Linked DNA regions of Rattus norvegicus: region 1 is linked to region 2. A link is a contact called in public Hi-C data. All regions are on one chromosome and are shown on one strand. Each heading gives the region's core, a stretch centred on a gene start, on an enhancer-like site or on the middle of the called end of the contact. The rest is flanking DNA. Distances are from core to core; before and after follow the strand shown.

Region 1 (5,715 bases), core at 650-3,149, 380 kb after region 2:
TCCTGCCTGGGTGGCCGAGTGGTACTTTGTATTTGACAAGGCCACTTGCAGAGAGAAAATATCGACTAAGGACTTAAAACTCCAGACAGTGGCCATCAAATACATATACATACATACAAACATTCATACATACGTTCATACATACATACATACATGTGTGTGAGTGTATGTATGTGATATTATATTAACCATACATACAAACATACATACATACATGTGTGTGAGTATATGTATGTGACATTATATTAACCATACATACATACATACAATGTGTGTGAGTGTATGTACATATTATATTAACTATACATACATACATGTGTATGTTGTATGTGTGTGTTATATGCGTGTGTGCATGTATTACGTGATATTATATAACCATACATATATACATATGTGTGTGTATGTGTGTGTGTGCGTGTATGTACATGATATTATATTAACCTGGAGTGTGTTACAAAATCTGACCCAGAAACAGGAAGTGGCAACCAGGCAAAGTTCCTGCTCCTGCCCACTGCCCCTCTCTATTTGGGACTGCAGGATTAGACTCCTCTTCAGGAATCTAAGTACCAGCCTTCTTTACAAGGCACAGGAGACCAAGGCGCCTATGTGGTTGGATCAGTTCAGCCTGGAGGATCAGAAGAAAGGACCCAAACCCTAGGCCAGGCTGAGCTGCCCTTTCATGCCATATCAGCTGCAGCTTCTCGGAGCCCGGACATCTGACCCATGTTCCTGTGGATGCCCTGTGGTACAGGATCTGGGCCAAGGAAGGGCAAGCTATTGCGAGGCCCCTGGGGTAGGTGGCACTCAGCCCCCCTCCCCCCTCGCCCCACGCTGCATGCTTTAAATAGCTCAGCTTCTCTCAGACTCATAGACTCACAGTCTTGTCACTCTTGCCAGCTCCTTCTGAGTTTCCAGATCATCTGGCTGCTTTCCAGGTCGGGGACATGGTGGAGCGAGAAGGTGACCTGGCAGTTGAGGCTTAAGGGAGCAAAGCAAGGTGCTTCCCCACATTTCTGAGCAGTTGTCATTTGTCTCCCGGGCAGGCAGACCCCTGGCTACCACGGGTGAGTCTTTGTTCAGCTTTCTTGTCTCCCTGGAGGAGTCCATGCTCAACCCAGGCCACCTGCTCCCTGGGAGGACGACCTAGGAACGAGCCTCCCACCCAGGGAGAAATCCCTTCCTGCCTCGTTACTGATGGAGTCACCTTCTTGGGAGCCTCAGGGTCCATATCTGGCACTCCCTCCTCTGCCTCCCATGGCAAGGTGCTCTGACCAAGTCTTCCCTAAGCAGACCAGGGGAGATAGCTGTGCCCATCATTTTGAGTTTTTGCATGTGGCACTCTACCATTTACCAACCATTTTCACACCCTTATTTCGTAAGAACTTTCCAACCACCTGGTGGGCAATGCAGGGGAAGGTATAAATAATCCCATTTTATAGTCAAGGAGACCGCGACAGCCAGAAATATTAGGGGAAGTATTCAAGTTCATACGTCAAACGAGTGGCTCAATCAAGCTGAAAGCTGGGCCTTTTTTTTTTTTTTTTTTTTTTACCATTTCCTCTGTATTAAGGATGCTGCCCACCCCTGCCAACCTCCCCCTCCCCTGCCTTCTACTCTTTGACCAAGGGAGCAAGGGGGAGACCAGCACAAGACATGGGGAGGAGGCCAGGGACACGTGTCCTCTCTCCCAGGCCCTGAACCCTGCTGCTGGCTCCATGGGTCACTTTCACAACCCAGGACAAAAATCTCACTAGATACGGCCTCAGACCGCCTGGCTCCAGTCGCCCTCGCCGGCAGACGCAGACGCACACAGACACACAGAGAACACGCTGTTATCTCTCCGCTCCAGCCGGTTTCCTCCACTTCTCAAACAGCCGATTTCTTCCAGCCTGGCTGCCTCCCCTGGTCACCACCCACAGCCACTGGCCCCTGGGGACCAGCCAAGGCCCCCGCACCCTCTCTGCCTTAGACTGTGCCGCCGAGTCCCTGCTAATCAGACGGTTGCCTCTGCCCTCCCAGCCATTGCCCCCAGAGTTCCCTGGAAATGTCCCTTCTGCTTGGCCCAGCCCCCACGGAGTTTTGAGCTTTGTCTGCACACACAGCTGACTTGTGTTTGCAGGGACAGACAGGGGCTGGCGCTGGGGTCTGAGCCAGCAGGAGCTAGGACGGTAGAGCAGATGGGGAAAACACAAAGTCCAGAGAACAAACTTTTGCAAGCGAGCCCTTTAGGGTCACTGACTGGGGAGACTGACAGCAAGAAAGAGAAAAGGAACTTCATGACAGGGTGGGTTTGCCTTTAGTGACTTCCCCTAGGGAGCATTTTTTTTTTTTTTTTTTTTTTTTTTTGGCTGCTTGGCTTTCTGAGATCTAAGTGTAGGAAAACCGGGCCAGACAGTGGAGGGGTGGGATCACAGAGGGAACAGGATCATGGAAGGGTTGCTGGCTTGAACGTCCCTCCTTTCTTGGGTCCTACAGAGTACTCTGTCCCCAGTCATACACAGGGAGCTCAATAGATGCTTCTCAAGCTGAGCTGGCCCCTGGCCAGTTTGCCCCTCTGGGACTTTCCTATCAACCAGCTCCCACTGCCCCTTCTGTCTGGACAGGGAGAGGAAGCATGGGGAGCCGGCAGCAAGACCCGCACCCCATATCAGTGTATGCTCAAGTGCCCGGCACGAGAACTTCCCCTTTATCAGGCAGAGGAGCCAAGGTGTCTGTGGTGGGCGGCCAAGTTTACAGGGAGAAGATATATGCTAACAAGTGAAGGCTACTGAGGTGTGTGTGTGTGTGTGTGTGTGTGTGTAATGTGTAGCATCCCTCACCCTCGAGTAAAACCCCTTCTGATCTTCCCAGTTTTGAGCCCCGAGCCACTTAACATCCTTCTGAAATGCAGCCACGGCCACCTCGATGTACGAGGTCACGACAAATCGCATAGCAGTGGGGGTTGTAAAAAAAAAAAAATAAAAGGCAGGGCCACAGCTTTGGACAAGGCAGCTCTTTGTCTGGGCAGCTCAGGCTGCTTGTGTGAATACCCCAATGGCCTCCAATCATTAAGGGTGCACAGTTCTTGCTGTCTGTCCGTCTGACTGACTGTCTCTAGTTCGTCTTACAGTATAGGCTTAGCCTTGGGGGCTTGGGAAGAGAGTCGTTAAAGATGTGTACAAGCTGGTAACAAAAGGAACAGGGTCCTCTGAGGGAATTATCTGCCTCCTCGGGCCTTCTGCAGACTTGATGTGCCCTAACTATTCAGGCTGCTCAAAGACACAAGAGTACCCCAGCTACCTGCAGACCCTCCCTGCCATCCAGAGCGATCCAGCTTCAGCCTCTAGCCCCCCCACATCCCTGCCAGAAAAGGGACAGCCCAATGAATCCACCATTTCTTTTTCTTGCCTTCGTGAACCATACAGAAAGGAGGTAAGGCCCAGCCGGGTCAGCTCGCTGCCTGTTCAGAGAGAGAGAGAGAGAGAGAGAGAGAGAGAGAGAGAGGGAGGGAGGGAGGGAGGGAGGGAGAGAGAGAGAGAGAGAGAGAGAGAGAGAGAGAGAGAGAGAGAGAACCCTTCTTGCTTTCCAGGAAGATAGGGAACGAAGGCTCAGACCCCCAACCCCACACTGAGCTTCAGTCAAGAGTGGTCCCATATTCTTAGTTCTCGGAATGACAGAGAACACATGGCCACTGTTTAGTTTGTGAGCTCTGAACCACTCTGTCATCTCTATCTGCCTCTTGTCTCCTTTTTTGGCCACCTACCTATCTTCTGCCAATACCTGGCCTCACCAGACCTCACTGAACCTCACTGACCCCTAAATGTGTTTCTGGCCATGGGTGCTCAGTTGACAGTGCATTCTAAGACAGCAGGACAGGAACGGGCTCTAGTTCCTACTGTTTCTACTAGCTGTGTGGTTTTGCTTGTTTCTGGCTTTGCTGGGTTTTCCTCTCTACCTCTGTAATGCAGGCACTTAGGACATGGGTTCGTTGTTGTTAGGCTGACACACCCATGGTTCAAACCTCCTCTACCCAAGTGAGATCCAGAGAAGAAGGAAAACCGTTTGCCCTGGGCCACAGAGCTAAGAAGTATCAGTGTGAGCTCGGTCCGGCAAACAGCAGACACTTGTATCTGAATTACTAAGGGCTCTGCAGATGAAGCAATTTCATCCATCCTCCTGCTTGGCTCCTTGAGTTCTTTAAAAGACTGGCTCTGAGTCACCATACTGACTGGCTGCTGTGACACTCAGAATACTTTTTCTAGAACTTCGGGATTTCAAGTCTTCCTGTCCTCTGCTTTAGGACCAGCCTAACAAGGCGGGCAGCTGAATAACTCGAGAGTCTCCCACTAGAGGGTTCCACACCACACAGTGATCAAACACAGACCCAGGCATAAACTGGGGCATCAAAGTGCAGGAGTCTCGCCGCTGCCCAGCACTGGGAGCCTAAGGCCTGTCAGCTCTGTGGTTTGTACAGGAGGGCAGTGCTGGCTAGGGCTACCCAGGGCCTGAAGAGAGTGGAGCCTACGGCAAGGAGTTCCCACTCTAGAAGAAGCCCTCCCACACCCTCTCTCCTAAACCACCCCTTCTCAAGGTGGGGAGGCCTGGGGAGCTGTGGTCTGTCTTATCCCAAGGCCCCATGCCTGTTCCTCATCTCTGAGATTCCTGTCCATTCCTGTCACAGTGTGGGAGGACTGCTGACAGCCAGGCCTGTCCTCACACCTCCTCCCGCTGTCTGGGAAGAACAAGGAGTGCTAGACAGACCGACCTGCCTGTGCTAGAAATATGCAGCCTCCAGGGGTTGAGCTCATTAGTGTTCTGGTCCCTGAGGGCAACTGGGCTCCCTACGCCCAATGGTATCTCTGGGCAAACACTGTCCCTGGGGAACCAGACCCTTGTTACACCGTCTGCTTAGGCTGCCTGGGATCTCTGTGACCTGCCTGTGGCTTCCTGGAACCCTACAAATAAATGAGATACTAGCTTGCCCTGGTGGTCCCCACGGCCCTTGATGGAGGGTTTGATCCACGCTCAGTCTAAGGTTTTGTGATGGAGTCTTGGGGTGCCAGAGTCATCGTCACATGGTTTCAACCCATGTGGGACAAGTTCAGGGTGCCAAGTGCAGGGGGGAGGGGCGACTGTAGGCAAGTGAGGCCCGCCTTGCAGGCTGGTGCCCCCTGCAGGCTGTTCTGTTCACCTAGGCCTGCCTCCAAAGGATGTGTGGCCAAAGCAGGTCAGACAAGGTGGGTATGTGGGAAAATGAATGAATGGTAAGAGAGCCAGCCAGAGTTGCAGACCTGCCCAGCTGGTGATGTTGGAGATGGAGTCTTGTCTCTACTGGCCCGGGAGTAGGAAGGCTTTGGAATATGCTCCAAGGGACCTTTGACACCATCTCTAACTTCCTTACTTTATATGGGTGAAGAAGCCCCTGGAAGGGTACAAAGACTGGCTGATACTATTTATTCTATTTCAGCAAGGTGAGTCTTGCACCTTTTACATTTCAGGGTCCTTCCTCCAGTGCTGACTTCTGAACCCTGATCCTGGTAGTCTGACAAGTGCACCCTGAGGAAGTGCATCTGACTTCCCATCCCTAATGTGTCTGAGGCTATCCCCACCCCTGACCTGCAACTGACCCTCACAAGCTCCAGGCATTAGGGGTTGGTGAGTGGTGGTCCGAGGGCCTGGGACCCATGGACAGAACTCACCCAGGCTTTCATTTTTGTCATAGGTACACAGGATGGC
Region 2 (5,200 bases), core at 14-2,513:
TAAACCCACCCACACTCTACGAGGGCCAATGCCTTCCCTCAGGCCTTAGCATACCGTAATACACCGTACTAAGGCCTAATGTCTTCCCTTAGCTTAAACCCACCCACACTGTACTAAGGCCTAGTATCTTCCCTCACCCCTTAGCATAAACCCGCCTTATAGTATACTACAGCCTAGTGCCTTCCCTCATACCTTAGCATAAACCCACTGACACTGTGCTAGGACCCAATGCCTTCCCTCTGCACATACTTGCGAAAAACTAGCCACTTGTTGGATGGATGTAATTTTGACATGAGAAAACCAGTAGCAGTGGTTATGTAAACCTGGCATTTACTTTAAAATGAATTAAATGAGCTCATGACTTCAAACAGGACAACTATGGGTGTTGGTTGCAGAGTTAAGAGCTTTCGGCAGAAATCAGAATTGAATTTGCTTCCTGGTAATGTTGACACTGTAACACCAGTGATGCTGGTAATAAATGTGGGGTTTGGAGCACACCGTGGAGTAAGTGTGTCAGCATTTAGGAGCTGTTTTGTAAACGCATTGAAGCAAGATTCATAGTCATTTTCATATGACTAGAGAGTTATTCTTTATTAACTAATATTTATGTCCACATAAAAAGTTTTCATTCTTAATTTAAATGAACTAATGCATATTTTAGGTTGCTCTCAATTTTAAAATCTGTCTGTGTTCATTGATAAAAGCATGGTGTGGAGTCCTCAGAGATCTTGGAGAGCCCAAGGGCCAGGCCGTGAGTGAGATCCTGTGCTTTAGCGCCCTTTCAGAAGGCAGCACGAGGGGAGTGTGTGCGAGTATGTGAGCTGCAGGCCGCTGCAGGCTCTAAACATCTGCTGTCTCTGAATTAGTTATGTCCTTACTTCCTCCCGTCAATATAATCAATACTTAGCTATACATGCATTATTCATTTTTCCACTTAATAAATATTTATTGAGAAAATAGTTATCAGGGAGTTGGAATAGAGAGGGGCTATATATAGTCCGTTTTTAATCTCTGGGGAACTCGTGGGCTCTTACAGAGCCATGCATGGCAAATGTTCTTAAGTTTACTGTCCATCTTGCCCTGGTCTGGCCAGACATGTGTTGTCTGTTACTGTGTCCCGGACCCCCTGCCTACACAGTGGCCTAAAACATGGGCTTGTCGTGATCCCTCTCAGTGCAGGGGATTGATTGCTCGGCTGGATGGCATTGCACTTGAAGTCTCTTGCACAAGTGGACTGGTTCGATCAGCTCTCTGCCAGGGGCCCGTTGCAGGGTTGACTGGAACACCTCAGTTCTCTGGGTGACCTCGCCATTGGAGCGTGAGCATCTCATAGTACTGCAGCCAGGTTCCCAAGCGGCAGGGTCCCAGGAATGGCAGGAGCTCTTTGCTTTCCTGCAACTTCCACCAGTATCTGACAGCATTGTTTCTACCTCATAGTCTTTGCATTTTTCTCCCCTTGATTCATATTTGCCATACACTTTTGCCTGTGTTTGTTTCCTCTGAGAAGGAAAGGCTCCCTGCACCAAGGTGCCTTGATTACAGGCAGTGCAGTAACCACGTACCTGAGGAGGCCAGGCCAGGGCTGGCTGGATGCTCATTCAGGCAGGGCGCCCTCCGCTGGCTCAGCTCACGGAGAATGCTTGGAAGCCTAGTACAGCCGTTCACTGTGCCGGATTAATTCCCTGTCCACCGCCGCCTGGTGTCCTCTCGGGAGGAAGTTGGATAAGGTGCTGCAGCAGAGCTCCCCTTGGTGGTGCTATCGCACCACAGCTGCCAAGGAAAAGAGCTTTGGGATCTCACTCTTTCCAGCAAGCATTTCCTTTGATGCAGCGGCGCACCAGGCCGTGGGTTAGACTTCAGAGAACTGGTCACGCTCAGTACTGTCTCAGAAGTCAAAAAGCAAATACCTGATTAGCCAAGTCCAGCCCAGTTCCACAGCTGCCTGTGAGTACCCTGAACCTGGGTACGGCCTGGTTTGCCTAGAGGCTGTGTGCTGGTGTGCTGAGAAGAGCCGATTTTTAAAGACACAGTTTCCTCTACATAGGAAAAAAAAATGCAATTTCCCGTCACATTAGGCAGACCTGTTTCTGGGTTCTCCGGCTGTGGTGGTGGTGGTGTGCTCATCTGTCTGCAAAAGCATAGGCTTCAGGCTTTGCAGCTCTCTCAGTGCACGTTTGCTCAGGGCAGTGTACTGAGAGGTGGAGTGCCATTGGGGAGAAGAGGGTTGGGGACGGGATCATTATGTGGAAACGGTGAGACATGGGTGGCTGGAGACATGGCTTAGCGGATGCTGAGGACTGGAGTTCAGACTCCCACTGCGTCCACATAAATGCCACTAGATGTGGGGCTCACTGTAATTCCAGCTCTGAGATGGCAGAATTCTCCAGAGCTAAAGGCCAGCTGGGCTGGTTGAAATAATGAAGTCCAGGTTCAGTTGGAAGATCCTGTCACAGTGAATAAGGAGAGAAATGGAAAAGACTGTCAGCCCCAGGCCTCCACAAACAAAACACCAAGGTAGAGAACAGTGTGTGTGTGTGTGTGTGTGTGTGTGTGTGTGTGTGTGTGTGTGTGTGTGTCTGTCTGTCTGTCTGTCTGTCTGTCTCTGTCTATCTGTGTCTGTTTAGTGTATATATGGGGAGAAATATAGTCATTTGTCTGTACATGCAGAAACTTTGGAAGGATATACAAGAAACCAAAACAAATAGTTATGGGGTGGGTAGAGTGCCAGACTTCACACTGGCTATTTCTCATTGGCCTCTTCCCAGGTAGACTCCAGGAGGTCATTGGTTGTCACTTTGCTCTCTGTTTGTATTCCAAGTACCCACAACAATGCAAGCCATAAAATGATAATTTTAGAGTAAATGTTTGCTCCAAACCAGCAGTTCATAGACAGCAGAACCATATACGTATATTGTAGAAAATACAGACCAGCGGGAAGCTCGATAAGCCAGCTCCCAGCAGGTCCTTACTAGTTCCAAGCCCCTTGACTCTTGTGCGGGGGATGAAGTCCAGCGTCCAGCTCCTCTACATGCCAGGCAAGTGCTTTGCGCTGAACAATGTTCCCAGCTCCCACGAGCTCCCATGGTATATGTTACTCTACATAATTTTCTGTTCAATTAATCATGGTTTTAAGTAAAAGCTAGTCTATATTAGATGAAGAGTTTTATAGGCAAGTTCCACAGGATATGACTCATTCATGCTCCGTGTGTAAACGTGGTGGTCCCAAGTTTAACCGAAGATTTTATTAAGAGAAAAATGCCAGAAGAGAGGCTCTAAGACAGTTCCTTTTTGTAAGGAGGAAGAGCTCGGTGCCCTGCTCTCAGGGCGGAGGGGTATAAATGCTTCAGCCAGGAGCAGGAGAGAAGGGCACAGTCCGAGAGAAGAGCAAGTTGAGGATGAGCGACCACTAATCCTTCAGGTTGCTGGGCTGAGTGAGGCATATTCACAGAGAGAATGCCTGTCTCGTCTAACCCGTCCCACGTACTGTTGTGCATGCTGTATCGATCTCCTACTTTGGGGTTAGGGCTCTCATGCCCAGGACAGCAGGCGCCTCTAGGGGCAGTCACTCCATATTCTACTAATCTACCTCCACTGATGGGTTAAAAGGCTTGCATTTAGCATATACCCTGGCCTCTCTTTCTCTCTGAGTTGTTGTTCCAGAGTTTCTTCTTCCACATACTGGTTTACTTAGGCTGGGACGCAATCGATGAAACTTAGTGCTTCTGAATACCAGTAGCGTGACTGAAAATGGCTGTCCGCGTGCTTTGTCACATATGTTCAGTGTATTCACAGACCACACTGGCAGGAAAGCAACCACTGCCTGTCCTTCCTAGTGGGTTTTGAAGTCTCATTTGCTCTCTTCCTCAGACCCTGTCCTCCTCCCCCTTGGGAGTTCTAGTGCGCTGACCTTCAGCAGGCCAAGCCGGGGCTCTCCATGGGCCACATCCCCAGCCTCCAAAGGGTTTAAATTACAGTTTTACTTTCTAGACAATTCAGAGTGATCCTTGAGATGTCAATAAGACATAAAGGAAAACATGGTTAAATATTATGGTGTTTATGATTTTTTTTAACACATTTAATTGTGTGACACAACACACATGTGACAACTGGGAGTGACTTCTCTCCTCCTACAGTGTGAGACTTAGGGATTGAACTAAAATTTGCAGGCTTGGCAGCAAGCATATTTCCCTACTGAGGGATGTTTCAGATACATTCTTTTAACAGTGTAACTCAGGCTGCTCTCAAGCTCACTGGACAGAGGAGGGTGGCTGAACTATGGTATTCCTGCCTCCATCCCCTGAGCGCTGCAATTACAAATGCGTAGAACCCACAGGGACATCATGTGGTTCCATGCAAACACTGCCAACCAGACTACATTCCCAGCCCCACAGGTAGTGTTTTATATAAGTTTTATGTTCCTGATACACTTAGAAGTTGAAGATTGGGTTTCTTTAAACAGTTGTTGCTTGGTGATTTCCTTCATTATAAGATTGTAAGGAGTAATGACTCTAGTCTGCTGCTCCACACGCTACACGCCGCTCTGCGCTGCACACCGCTTTACACGGACTGTCAGCTTCATAGTGCACTTATGGAGAGATGAGCGTGGGCGATGATTCCAATGTTTCCGTGTCTTCCCAGCAACAAGTACGTTTTTCTTTCACTTGCTTGAAACGGTCTCTCTTCCCTTCTTCACCACTGCTTCTGTTTTGAAGCTGTCTACTAATTGGCCTTATGGTATCCCATAAGTAACTTCTGACCCTGACTGGTCCAAACATGCGTGGCAGCATGATCACATGTCATTTTAAAAAGAAGTTCTTAAAATTTGGCCTTAGACTAAATACTCTTTGAAGTATTATGCACCTGTCTTTAAGTGAAAATAGACTTTCCGGAAGGCTTTCTAAGTGCTCGCACTAAATCTTTATTAAAAAAATTTTCCCATCTAGAAAGGATATTTTCTTTAGCTCTGTTTGTGTGTGTGTGTGTGTGTGCATGGTTTTTTAGTTTTTTTGTCTCTTTTTTGTTGTTGTTTTTGTTTGTTTGTTTTTTTAAAGGCAGATCTCTCTATTACGTAGCTGCAGCTGGAACTTGCTGTATAGACTATGCTGGCCTTGAACTCACAGAGCTAGATCCACCTGCCTCTGCCTCCACAACTGCTGGGATTAAAGGAGTGTGTCCCCATGCCCAGGTCCAGCTCTATTGT

The links. Hi-C and Micro-C count contacts between places; a contact is called where the count stands out from the background.
Region 1: a Hi-C map of liver shows a contact between it and region 2, with 4 times the contacts expected there. The contact joins two enhancer-like sites. A contact is called at or near these places in 3 of 12 Hi-C or Micro-C datasets (the A7r5 cell line, Schwann cells and liver).

Annotation. Positions count from the first base shown.
Region 1 is chr18:71,403,047-71,408,761 of GRCr8, forward strand. The region is part of intron 10 of Ctif (cap binding complex dependent translation initiation factor); the gene reads right to left. Among named protein-coding and RNA genes, the nearest start is that of Smad7, 140 kb to the left of the region's middle. Within about 2 kb of position 1,900, at least 54 of the 93 cell types and tissues checked have an H3K27ac peak or open chromatin away from gene starts, as enhancers often do. A contact at or near this core is called in liver, where this site is marked.
Region 2 is chr18:71,023,413-71,028,612 of GRCr8, forward strand. The region is part of intron 13 of Dym (dymeclin); the gene reads left to right. Among named protein-coding and RNA genes, the nearest start is that of Dym, 150 kb to the left of the region's middle. Within about 2 kb of position 1,264, at least 5 of the 93 cell types and tissues checked have an H3K27ac peak or open chromatin away from gene starts, as enhancers often do. A contact at or near this core is called in liver, where this site is marked.